Regions from separate parts of the Mus musculus genome. Here regions 1 and 2 are each linked to region 3. A link is a contact called in public targeted proximity ligation data. All regions are on one chromosome and are shown on one strand. The core of a region is the stretch at or near the end of the contact, and the rest is flanking DNA. Distances in the headings are between cores, read along the strand shown. Region 1 overlaps Osbp (oxysterol binding protein). Region 2 holds the start of Eml3 (echinoderm microtubule associated protein like 3). Region 3 holds the start of Tmem216 (transmembrane protein 216).

Evidence for each region.
Region 1: a targeted proximity ligation map of microglia shows a contact between it and region 3, with 4 times the contacts expected there. A contact is called at or near these places in 6 of 39 promoter capture datasets (the 3T3-L1 cell line, the C10 cell line, hippocampal neurons and 2 more), 2 of 130 datasets of targeted methods (microglia and pancreatic cancer cells) and 1 of 9 other capture datasets (liver).
Region 2: a contact with region 3 is called in a targeted proximity ligation map of pancreatic cancer cells. A contact is called at or near these places in 3 of 39 promoter capture datasets (hippocampal neurons, liver and second pharyngeal arch cranial neural crest), 2 of 130 datasets of targeted methods (extraembryonic endoderm stem cells and pancreatic cancer cells) and 2 of 9 other capture datasets (adipose tissue and liver).

Annotation. Positions count from the first base shown.
Region 1 is chr19:11,987,797-11,991,917 of GRCm38.p6, reverse strand. Osbp (oxysterol binding protein) reads right to left here. Exons shown (of 14, transcript NM_001033174.1): 10 at 3,466-3,569; 11 at 2,618-2,713; 12 at 1,136-1,317; 13 at 103-323; 14 at 1-18. Among named protein-coding and RNA genes, the nearest start is that of n-TFgaa6, 12 kb to the left of the region's middle.
Region 2 is chr19:8,927,083-8,931,129 of GRCm38.p6, reverse strand. Eml3 (echinoderm microtubule associated protein like 3) reads right to left here and starts at 1,436. Exons shown (of 22, transcript NM_144872.1): 1 at 1,178-1,436; 2 at 160-331; 3 at 1-86. The coding sequence starts at 1,199. It overlaps Rom1 (rod outer segment membrane protein 1), which reads left to right and starts at 1,774. Exons shown (of 3, transcript NM_009073.4): 1 at 1,774-2,546; 2 at 2,906-3,152; 3 at 3,243-3,748. The coding sequence starts at 1,957. The coding sequence ends at 3,461. It overlaps B3gat3 (beta-1,3-glucuronyltransferase 3 (glucuronosyltransferase I)), which reads right to left. Exons shown (of 5, transcript NM_024256.2): 5 at 3,894-4,047.
Region 3 is chr19:10,554,053-10,558,163 of GRCm38.p6, reverse strand. It overlaps Tmem216 (transmembrane protein 216), which reads left to right and starts at 2,401. Exons shown (of 5, transcript NM_001277860.1): 1 at 2,401-2,451; 2 at 3,000-3,101; 3 at 3,543-3,635. The coding sequence starts at 2,439.

The sequences.
Region 1 (4,121 bases), core at 1,153-3,652, 1.4 Mb before region 3:
AGGGGTCATGTGGTGTGCCTACAAGGAAAGAGAATGAAAAGCAAGGTTAGAGCTGACACCCACCACACATCAAGAAATCCGAGCAGGGGACAGGCTTGTTACCATCTTCCGTGGCTTTCGCAGCTTCTGCTTCTCTCTTCTTCCTGGAAAGCCGCTGTTTCTCCTCCAGGCGCTGCTTCTCAGCATTTGCTTCATCCCAACGCCCGTTTTCCATGAGTCTCTGGTCGGGCCGCAGCCGGCTGTCCGTGGGAGCAGTGCCACCTTCCCAGGCATTGAGAGTGAGGGCAAGCTCTGAGAAGTAGTACATGTTCTCTGCATTCTTCCTGAGGACAGCAGCACACAGGAAAGGCAGCTCACAGCCTGAACCAACCCAAAGGGGCGAGCGAGCAACGGCTCAGAGCACCGCCCTGCATCTAAGTGGCCAACAGTGGAAACTCTAAAGCCTTATCAGGCAATCCCCAAAAAGAGAGCTCAATGCTCCCACTGCCACCCTTCTCCAGCGCCCTTTCAAACAACAGATGCCTGCAGCAGCTGCACTCAGAGTCATCTCCACTCATCAGGAAGAGCGAGCTCTAGAGCTGCTCACTCTGTTGCCTGGGCTTCTGTTTAGACCTCGGCCTGGGAAGGTCTGGCTACTTCTGGAGACGCAGTAAGTATATACGATGATGACCTGCACTTGTTTCCAAGCTCTGGGCTTTATCTCTAGGGTCTGTAGGGGAAATTGTTAGCCGGTGAAAAGCACCTTTCTCTCCAGTTGCTTTTGAAAAGCTCTGCTCTGAATTGAGAATGCTGGTGGTACCTGCCTGTAACCCAGTACTTGGAAGGTACGAGTAGAAGAATCAGATCAGCACTTCAAAGAGAGCCTCAGGTACACAGAGAGACCAGCCTGGACTATGTAAGACCCTGTCTCAACAATAGAACTTTAACTAAACTATAGGGATTCCTCTGATTCAGTGAAACTTTAGAAAGGAGAAATCTAATTTGGCATATGGTTGGTGAGATAGTCTTGGAACAGTCTCTTTCAAAGGTTCTCATCCCCCCGGTCATTCCCACAGGTAGCCATGAAGAATGCAGGCAGAATGCTGACGTACCATGCTAGAGTTAAAGGCAAAGGAAGCTGGGATGCCACACTCACGGTAATGGGTTCCTCTTCCACAGCATGACCCTGCTGTCTTCTGCTTCATGGCCTCTCTGCCGAGCATCACCCCCATTCTCCCCGGAGGCTGCCTGTACTTTGAAACAATCCATTTTCTCATCCCATGTCCCCAGGAGGGCAAAGTGAACTTTTCCTGATGGGTCTGTCACTTCACCTGTCACCTATAAGGATGGAGAACACAGCTTTAGAGCAGAGCGACACCGTGGGGTGGCTTACCTGACTAATCTAGAAAAAGTTCTAAAGTAATTACTGGTTAAATCCAGTTATCATAAACGTTATGGAGTTAGCCACACTTATTGCTACTCATTTTTAAATACTATTTGAAACAAGACCAATGAATTATGATCAAAGTTTTTTATTGCATAGGAATTTCTGATGTAAAGGATGTAAAAGCAGAAAAAAACACCTGACACTTAGAATTATTCTAGAAGTTACACAAGTTCACAAACACATCTGAATCTCCAACTACCCTTCACCTTTTCTTTTTTATTGCTCTATGTAGCCTTGGCTGTCCTGGAACTCACTCTGTAGACCAGGATGGCCTCAAACTCAGAGATCCTCCTGTCTCTACCTTGTGAGTGCTGGGATTAAAGGCATGCACCACCATGCCTGGCTAGTCTTCATTCCTACTTGAAATTCTGTGACATGAACCACCTGTGGTGGAGCACACATCTCTCCTCTGCATGTCAGAGGTCCTACTGTCTACACCTTCCTCTCCTCTCCGTTCCCACCTTCACTTTCCTACTTTGCTTGTCTTCATTTTTTTTTTTAAAGAATTATTTATTTTATGTATCTGAGTACATTGTTGCAGTCTTCAGATACACCAGAAAAGGGTGTAAGATATCATTACAGATGGTTGTGAGCCACCATGTGGTTGATGGGAATTGAACTCAGGACCTCTGGAAGAGCAGACAGTGCTCTTAACCACTGAGCCATCTCTCAGCCCTGCTTGTCTTTATTTTTAAAATAAATTTATTTATTTTTATTTAGGTAGGTATGTGTGCCGAGAGAGAGAGAGAAAGAGAGAAAGAGAGAACGAGCACCAGCCACATGTATCTAAGTGTCTTTGGAAGCCAGAAGTGAATATCAGATCCCCTGGAGTGAGTTACCAGCATCTGTGAAGTACCAGATATGGGTGCTGGGAATTCAGCTCAGATCCTCTGGCAGAACACTAGTGCTCTTAGCCACTGAGCCATCTCTCAGCCCTTGTGCTTCTCTTTCACTTCCTCATGGTCAGAAGAAAGTGGTTCAGTAATGTATCCGGTTCCTGTTCTAGTTCTCTCCTTTAAGTCTACTTTTTGGATCTGCGTACTAAGGACACATGACTTTCTACCCCTCTCTCTCTCTCTCTCTCTCTCTCTCTCTCTCTCTCCACACACACACACACACACACACACACACACACACACACGCGCGCGCATGCACATTAAATAAAAAAATTTACATTTCAACCTCTCTTACCTTTCTTGCTACATCCCGAGAGAAGTAGCTATAAGGAACAAATTTAAGATTACACTTGTCTCCTGTCTTGTGATTTACAATGTCAATCTCACCAGACTGTAAAGTGAGAAGAATCATGGGTTAGTTTTATGAAGACTGACCTGAGTTTTACATGAGCATTCCTTTTGTGTGTCACATGTTGGTAACATGGCTTGACCTGCACACTGAAATGCACACATAAACTACCTCCTGAACAAGTCCCTCACTGGGACCCTTCTAGAATTCCTTTGCTTACCACAATTACAGTTTCAAAGTTCTTCCTATAGATTTCATTTTTCTCTCCTTTCTACCTTTCAAAGATTCAGCTTAACTCCACATCTTCCATGAAGCCCTTTTCCAGAAGACAGTGTTCCCTCTTTTCTGAATGCAGTTAAACCAGTCTCACCTCAAAGCTAACACTTAATAGGAAAATCTCTCAGCATATCTCCTGTCCTTCGGTATTTTGTTACACTTTTCAACTTACACATGTCACATTTCTCCAATGTCTCAATAACTCCTGGAAAGTGTTCTCTGACTTTGCAACCCTAGTACTTAGGATTAAAAGCAATAAAAGCTGGGGCCATGTAGCTATGTCTTATGTCCTTTATATTGCCCAACAGAGTCCTACTCATCCTTGGTAGAAGTTATAATTTGATCATTCATAAATAATAATTTATAGTTAGAACTTTATGGAAGTAGGACTACTGCCCAAGAGACAAGCCTTAGGAGAGACTGGCGATCCAGTAAAAACAGTCTGGGACAAGTTCCTGTGTCCTAAATACAGCAAACATGCTCTGAACTTCAGAGGAACTTTGGGTACCTTTGCTCACCTGATCTATCCACAACTTGCCCACAATAATGTTGTGTACTGTTGTGGTAACTTTTTTCCAAGTGTAATGGTGCCCAGTTGAGTGGAAAATGCAGTGGATAGTACCTAGAAGCAAAAGTATACAGCAAGGTATCAGAAAAACACTATCATACACACTAGAAAGAAGACCGATGTCCTTCTATTAATATCTGTTACTTTAAAAAGAAAACAGCAAGTCAAAAAAAATTAAAGCACAACTTTCTTAATTTTTTATAAAAAGATTTATTTTATTTATATGAGTACACCTTAGCTGTCTTAAGACATACCAGAAGAGGAAATCTGATCCCATTACAGATGGTTGTGAGCCACCATGTGGTTGCTGGGATTTGAACTCAGAACGCCTGGAAGAGCAGTCAGTGCTCTTAACCGCTGAGCCATCTCTCCAGGCCCTTCTTAAATGTTTTAACTGTTGGGTTTACTTTTGCTTACTTGATTTTAAGTATATGAATAAAATATAACTAGATGATGTCAGGTAATAACAACTGATACATCTTAGCTAGGAACCTGTATTTTATAATACCAATTTCAAAATTAGAGAAAGAAGGCAAATGTGCCCCATCATCAGGAAACGAACACTGCACTGTGGAAGGAATGTGTATTTGCAGTCAAGACTGGTAA
Region 2 (4,047 bases), core at 187-2,686, 1.6 Mb after region 3:
TCTCCAATTCTTCTTCCGTTTGGGTGCCTCTGGTCACCAAGGAAGGGCTGCATGTAGGTGGCAGTCCTGGAGGGACTGTGATGCTGCTGAGGAGACAGCAAATTAACCTGATGCCCCAAAGTTCCCAGGAAGGCAGAATGAGTGTGCTAGCATATATACCTGTTCCTTGTCGGGGCTGATATGCCAGAGCCCTGCAGGGTTGTGGTGGAGCCATGCAGCCGCAGCAGGCGAAGGGCTTCTGCTAAAGCCGCTTTTACCAGTTCCATCTCTTCTTCCTGCACCCGAAGTCGCTGGCTCAGGGTCTGCAGGGTCTCATGAGCAGGGCCCTCACCTGGGAAAGGGGCAAGAAGCACTCAGAAAAGTGCCACTACCTGGAGGGCAGAGCTGGTTTTGTCCTCCCACCCAATGTTACAATGCAACCATTCAATAGAGCTAACCCTTTCGAGTAGTCTAAAACTCGAAAGCTCATCCAGCGGCGAGGAGGTGGACAGAGATGGTAGGGGGCCAAAGTGCCTCCTCCTAGCAGGACAGGCAATGAGCCTGGCAAAACTCTTCCTGCTGCTGTCTCAGCCTCCACAGAGACAAAGTATTATGGAATACCAGGGGGGGGGGAAACATGGAATACTGCCGAGGTACGTGGGAGCCAGAGAGAGACACAGGAGCAATACTGGTGTGGAACCGCACGCAGCCCTCTCACCCCACCAGCAAGCGCAAGTCTCTACAAATGCAAACACAGCCAACAAGCTAGAGACACAGGAAAGTGAACTGGACAGTAAAGTCAGACTGAGAGGCCGGGGTGTAAGGCACACAATCCGGTGACTGTACAGCATATCAGTGGAGAGCTGTTACAGTGTACATCCCAAGGTAAGGGTAGAAGTCCGAAATAAGAAGACCCGGAATTCCCGGGGAAGAGGCCCAGTGTGACACAGTGGTCAGGGAAACTCAGAGGGGCACAGGGAACCAAGGAGTAGAATGGCATTAAGGAAGTCCAAAATGACTGTAGCGGGTTCCTAGGAACTAGAATTGGACGACCTGAAGAACTGAGGAGGATGCTCAGAGCCCCCGAGGCGCAGGAGCACGCGAGCACGCCACTAGACAGCGGTCCAGCACTAGCAGTGCCCGTCCGGCTGGCGCTCAGGGAATCCAGGCCACGCCGGCCGCCCCGCCCCGTACTCACCGGGCCCCGCAGCCCCGTCCATCCGGCCCCCGCGTTGCTCCGAGCAGCGTCGTCGGAGGCGTCTAAGCCGCGGGGGCCATGGCTAGGGAGAGGGGAAGGAAGCACTCGAGCGCGCGCGGAGGGGAGCCGTGCCACCCCTCGGGGGCGCTGACGAGCGTGGGGGTCAGGAGTTAGAGGGGGGCGCTGTGGAACCGGTTCTTTTACTCTCTCGGGGTTAGGCTCCCGGGGTGCGGTGACGGGCCGTCCGGAGCCCCTGCGCTGCAGCACAAACAGGCGCGGGACACGGAGTCGCCAGCAAGCGCGGGAGGGAGGCGGGCCGGAGGGGGGGGGCGGGCCGCCAGGTAACCCTTCCCTGTCCGGGACCCGAGGCTCAGGCCGGAGGCGGGGACACACGGCTGACCCTTCACCCCGCCAGGCTCTTGCCCGGCTTCCGGCCCGCAGGCTCCCAGAGGACCTGGGAGGGGACGTAGAGCTTGAGATCTGGGTCTCTTAAGCCTGAAGCCCAGCGTACCAAACTCACTTCCGCGAAAGGGCAGGGCGGGGTCACGAAATGGGCCTTAAGCCCGGGGGCGGGGCCTTTCCTAAAGGGCAAGGCTAAGAAGCATCCTGAATCGGAGCCTGCAGAGGGTTATTAAGGCTAGAGTGGAAGGATGTCCAGGGTATTGGGGTCAGGGTGGCATTAGCCCTGTTGAAGCCAGGCTGGGCTGACTCAGCATCCTGCCTGCCCTAGCCAACCCCAAGCCCCGACGGCTTCTCACTCCCTTGGGCAGAGATGGGAGATGGCGCCGGTGCTGCCCGTGGTGCTGCCCCTCCAACCCCGTATCCGTTTGGCACAGGGCATCTGGCTCCTCTCCTGGCTGCTGGCATTGGTCGGTGGCCTCACCCTCCTTTGTAGCGGGCACCTTCTGGTACAGCTGGGGCACCTTGGCACCTTCCTGGCACCCTCTTGTTCATTCCCTGCTCTGCCCCAGACTGCCCTGGCAGCGGGAACGGTGGCTCTAGGCACAGGGCTAGGAGGCGCAGGAGCCAGCCGGGCAAGTCTGGATGCAGCTCAATACCCCCCCTGGAGAGGGGTCTTGACTCCACTGCTAGCGGTTGGCACAGCTGCAGGTGGGGGGCTGCTGACCCTTGCCCTGGGGCTAGCCCTGGCTTTGCCAGTAAGTCTCAACCAGGGACTGGAGGAGGGCCTGGAGGCTGCCTTGGCTCACTACAAGGACACAGAGGTGCCTGGACGCTGTCAGGCCAAACGTCTGATGGATGAGTTGCAGTTGAGGTACCATTGCTGCGGGCGCCATGGCTACAAGGATTGGTTTGGTGTTCAGTGGGTCAGCAACCGTTACTTGGACCCCAGTGACCAAGATGTAGTTGAGTAAGTGACTGATTTGCTTCTTTTGTCTTCCTCTTCCTCCTTAGCCTTGAGATTCTTACCTGGACGTGCGATAAATAGAGCACGGTGGCTGAGAGGCTGGGTTATAATTCTATTTATCAGCCCAGGGCATGTTGCTAAACCGCTGTGGGCCCATTCCTCATCTGTAAAATGGAGATAACTATGCCCGTCTTTATCTTCCAGACAGACTCCTATCTTACAGAGTTGTGGAGATAAATGAATTATGCAAGCTTGAATAGTGAAGAACTCAGTAAATGTTGTATAATCATTGTTCTCAACTGCCCCTGCTCTCAGATGCTCCTCTCTGCCGCCTCATGACTATCTTGTCTATGCCTTTGCAGCCGGATCCAGAGCAATGTGGAAGGCTTATATCTGATTGATGGCGTCCCCTTCTCCTGTTGTAATCCCCACTCACCCCGGCCTTGCCTGCAAAGCCAACTCTCGGACCCCTATGCCCATCCACTCTTCGATCCTCGGCAGCCCAACCTAAACCTCTGGGCCCAAGGGTGCCATGAAGTGCTGCTGGAACACCTGCAGGGTTTATCAGGCACACTGGGAAGTATTCTGGCTGTCACCTTATTGCTGCAGGTTAGTCAGCTAAGGGCCCTGACTCCTACTTTCAGCTCTGTGACCCCAAACCCACTGACAATCACCCTTTGCACTTGCTTCCCCCCACAGATTCTAGTGCTCCTTGGTTTGCGGTATTTGCAGACAGCGCTGGAGGGCCTTGGAGGAGTCATTGATGGGGAAGGAGAGGCCCAGGGCTATCTTTTTCCTGGTGGGCTGAAAGACATACTGAAAACTGCATGGCTACAGGGAGGGCTTGCCCACAAGCCAGCACCTGAGGAGGCCCCACCAGATGAAGAACCTCCCAAGGAAGTTCTAGCTGAGGCCTAGAAACCTGAAGAGGTGGGGGTGGGAAGGGGAAAGATGGACAAATGTGGAAAACTTACAATTCGTTACTCAGACTCAGGGAAGGAAAGGTCCCTGGGGTTATAGGAGTTAAGAGCAAGCGGAGCTGGGCTGGAATGAGAAGTCCAGGTGTCCTGGAACCCAGCTGTCTCGTTGGAAACCACCAAGGTTGAGAACAGATGAGGGCGACAGGGAAGTGACAACCAAAGGACTAGAGAATGTTTCTAGCATCCAGATTCTACAATAAAGTTTGTGGACAGAAATCACTGTTCTCCCGCTCTCTTCCTCTCTCTGTCTCTGTCTCTCTCTCTTGGCTGGGAGCCTGAAAGACTCTGCAGAGGAGGAACCCAGCCTATGTAAGAACATGTACCTGATCTCTTGGGTAGGTCTGCCAAATGAAGGAAACCATGAAGCCCCTCCGGGTTGAGATTCTTTATTCTAGAGGTAGGAAGGGGATCGCATGCTCAGGTGGGGAGGGTCCAGCCCAGCTCCTCTAGCCCCCCACTGCATGCTTGTCCCCAATAAGTTACCCTTTTCCCACAGCTACCCTCCTTTCTGAGTCCATCTGTCC
Region 3 (4,111 bases), core at 1,152-3,651:
CATACGTAGGCAAAACAATGTACATAATAAATTAATAAATTGGGTGTTGGAGAAATGGCTCAGTGGGTAAGAGCACTGACTGCTCTTCGAAGGTCCTGAGTTCAAATCCCAGCAACATGGTGGCTCACAACCATCTGTAATGAGATCTGGCGCCCTCTTCTGGAGTGTCTGAAGACAGCTACAGTGTACTTACATATAATAAATAAATAAATCTTTAAAAAAATAAATCTTAAAAAAAAATAAAAAGAAAGAAAGAAAGAAAGAAAGAAAGAAAGAAAGAAAGAGAGAAAGAAAGAAGCCATGAATTTGAAAGAGCAAAGAGAGGGGTATATTGGATGGCTTGGAGGAGGAAAAGGAAGAAATGATGTCATTATATTATAATCTCAAAAAAAATGGGAAAAAATAAGTGGATCTTCTCACTTCAAATGATTTAATGAAGAAAAAAAAAATCCGAGGCCTTTTGAGTTTTAGTCAATTACAGATGTGATCGAGTTGAAAACCAAGAATAGCCATCATAATGTGTTAATTTAGCAAGATCAATGGAGTGGAATAAATTTGCCTTGGGTCCTAAAAGCCCTTGTACTTCTAGTCAATGGTGCATGGCCCTGAGAGGCCTTGATATTGAGTACTTAGGCAATTAAGTAGGTCAAATTACCACAGTGAAATTTTCTTCCTCTGTAGAGGTAGAGGGCTCAGTTTTGTTTTTCTTTTTCTTTTTTTTTTTTTTTAAGATTTATTTATTTATGTATGTGAGTACACTGTAGCTGTCTTCAGACACACCAGAAGAGGCCATCAGATCCTATCACAGATAGTTGTGAGCCACCATGTGGTTTCTGGGAATTGAACTCAGGACCTCAGGAAGAGCAGTCAGTGCTCTTAACCACTGAGCCGTCTCTCCAGCCTGGGGCTGAGTTTTATTTGTGGCTTACTAAAGAAAAGTGTGTAAGAGCACGGCTATAGATAAAGCCCAGTGGGGAGTGTTTGCTTAGCAGCCCCAAGCTTTGGGTTAGACCCCAGAGGGCAGGAGACCCAGCTGCATATTCTAAGGTTCCTGCAGGTTACTGACTTAGTCTGTGTCCACTTTTGGTACCTATGCTGTTGTGGCATCCTGACATGAAACAGCATCATTTTCTTAACCAACCAGGTGATATTAAGGCTATAGATTATATCATCTCTGTTGACAATGGGTAAACTTTTCACTGTAGCATGAGAACTATATGTGTATACAATATCAAAATGTTTAGGCAGAGTGATTTAAGACCCATAATTTACAAAAACAAGCAACTGGTCCACCCTCCTTTCCTCTGAGACTCAGAGCAGGGGTGTGTATGAAGGTAGTTCAGATGGGGTGCAGGGACCAGGGCTTTCTCCATCACCTCACCTTGCCGTGGTCCTTTAGTGGGAACTTAGAATTCCATTTAAGACCTGCCAGAACATTGTGACACCCACTTGAAACCCCTGTACTGGACGGGAAGCAGAGGCAGGAGAATTTGAGGCCTGCCTAGCCTACATAGGAGACCTGTCTAGCCAAACTAAACCAGACCTGAATAAGGCAGTGGAAGGCACAAGCAGAAGTGAAGGAGGAAGGAGAGCAGAGGTGGAGGTGGGGAGTGATGGAGGGAGGCTTCTACTTAAATTATTCTCCCGGAGTGAGGACCTGCTTTGAGAAGCAACAATTACTGCCTTTATCCACACTCCTACTAGGTAGGGAAATAGCACTTTCATTACAGGTTACTTACTCTCTCCCGTTATTTGTTGACTGACTGCCATACTCTAAGGGCTGACAGCTGGAGTCTTTTCAGAAATCTTACTCTTTCACCCCCTGCCTGCAACAACACGCTCTTGCTTCAAATTGCGGCCAGGGTTCGTTCATAGCGCAAGCTTGTTGGAAACATTTCTCAATTTCCAACTGGCCAGACGCTGTCTCCTTTCAACACCCTTGCACTCTTTGGGTCGCAGGAGAATCTCATTATAGCACCGCTGTTTTCCCTTGTACTCCTAGAAAGGACATTCTATCTTCAACGGTTTTGGTGTTTACATAGGCTCCAGGTAAGCCTTTTGCACGACAGTGGCATGGGGTGTTTTTAAAAAAAACACATGCAGTAGAAAAGAGAATGGTGGGCGCAGGGCCGATCCTCCAACTACTCGGCCACACCGGGCCACTAACGACCTACGCCATGACGCCGGGGATGGAGAGAGTTCAGCTGGAGAAGTGTTCTGGTCTCTCTGCCGTCGTTTAAAACCCCATCCTCCCCCTAGACCACTGTAGGTGGTTGACGGCTGGCGCTGTTCTGTGCATGGGCGCGGCCGGTGGGGTAACCATAGAGTAGCACCGGCAGGCAGAGCGGCCAGAAGACCGGGCGGCTCGGTGCCGCGCTTCCGGCAGCGCCGCATTGCTCCGGGCGCTGCAGTGTACGCAGTTTCCATGGGGACTGAACATGGCGCCGCGAGGTGAGACTCTGGAGGTGTGTGTCTCTGCCCCTTATCCCACGGGTACCTGCCAGCCCCCTCCACCTCTCTGTCTCCAGAGCTCGACCTAATCCTCCATTTCTAAAAGTCGGGGTCTTACTCTTCACTTGTCTAAATCGGGCTTGGGTTGTTCTGATCACCCCGAGTGCCTGCATGGGTACTCGAATACCGTACTCTTAAAAATCCCCGGCTGGCCCTATTCTGGGATGGCTCAGTTATGAATCCTCCCGCCTTGGACAGAATTAGTTTCTGTGCCTCAATTTCCCCCTCAGAAGTGACAGGGTTGAATATTTGAGGTGCCTCTCAGCTGTGATTATAGCTGAATTGTCAGAGAAGTAGATGTCAAAGTGATTCCTGAGAAAGGAGATTGAAGGCAGTTCCTGCCACACCAACACTCACGTCATTAGCAATCAGAAGTTTCTCCCTCATTCACAATAATCTTGTGATTTCTCCGGATTACAAAGAACCTTCACACAGAACAGAGTAGAGCTCTAGCTGCCCTGCCCATTCTTTGTTTTGCTTTCTTTCAGATAAAAGATTGTCCTCAACCCCCCTGGAAGTCCTGTTCTTTCTGAATGGGTGGTACTATGCTACCTATTTCCTGCTGGAGCTCCTTATTTTCCTGTACAAAGGTAAGCCTGGGCCTATCTGCCTCTGCCCCAGCAACCCTTTTCCACTTTAGCATACTCCAAGAACCTTCTATCTTCTGGTCCTAGCGGCATCTCCATTGCAAGGCAGAAGTCTCTCCAACTAATGGCTTTAGAATGATCAAATAGGATGTCTTTCAGCAAGACTTGAGTTTGAGAAATGTGGGTTTCTCCATCCCAACTCTTTCCCCATCTCTCTTTACTAAAATATTCAGATCTGTGTACCATTATAATTCAGTCATTTGGCAGAGTCAGGACTTGGAAACTTAAAGCCTGTAGCTGTAACAATCTATACCTTGCTGATTTGTGAGATGTTAAGACTGGTTGGTATCCTTGTCCCGGGTTTGTGGCCGTCCATCCTTGTGGGGCCGTGGGGCTGACCGTTAGCTAGGTGGTGTGTGCATACTCTGGCTTTCCCTCCTGTAGGGCTCCTGTTGCCGTACCCAACAGCCAACTTAGTCCTGGATGTGGTGATGCTGCTGCTCTATCTTGGCATTGAAGTCATACGATTGTTTTTCGGTGAGTGTTGTTCAGAAAATATTTCCATTGCTTATGAGACATGCTGGAGCCTGTAACTTGATTAACAAGACAAAGAACCTAGGCTCACTATCAGAGTGGATCTGGTAATGTATATACCATTGCTTCTTCCCTGAGGCTTCAAGCTGCCGCTTCATATTCTAGGTCAAGGTTTACCTGTGTGTTTGTGAGTGAGGCTAGAAGCGGGCAGTAGCACTGATCTTAGACCAGTCCTCCCAGCTGCCTGAGTGCCACAAGAGTGCCTGCGTCTTCTCCTTGCTCTGAGAGAGGAAAGCAGTACATTCCTAAAGAGCTCAAGATCCCCTCCGCTTCTCTAAACAAGGATTTCTCTAGAAGTTCCTAGACACCAGAGAACAGAGCAAAACTGCTGATTACTTAGAATATATCATCCTAGTGCGAAAATACAAACCTAAGGGAGAGAATGGTAAGGGATACTAACAGTCAATTCACAAAAGTCA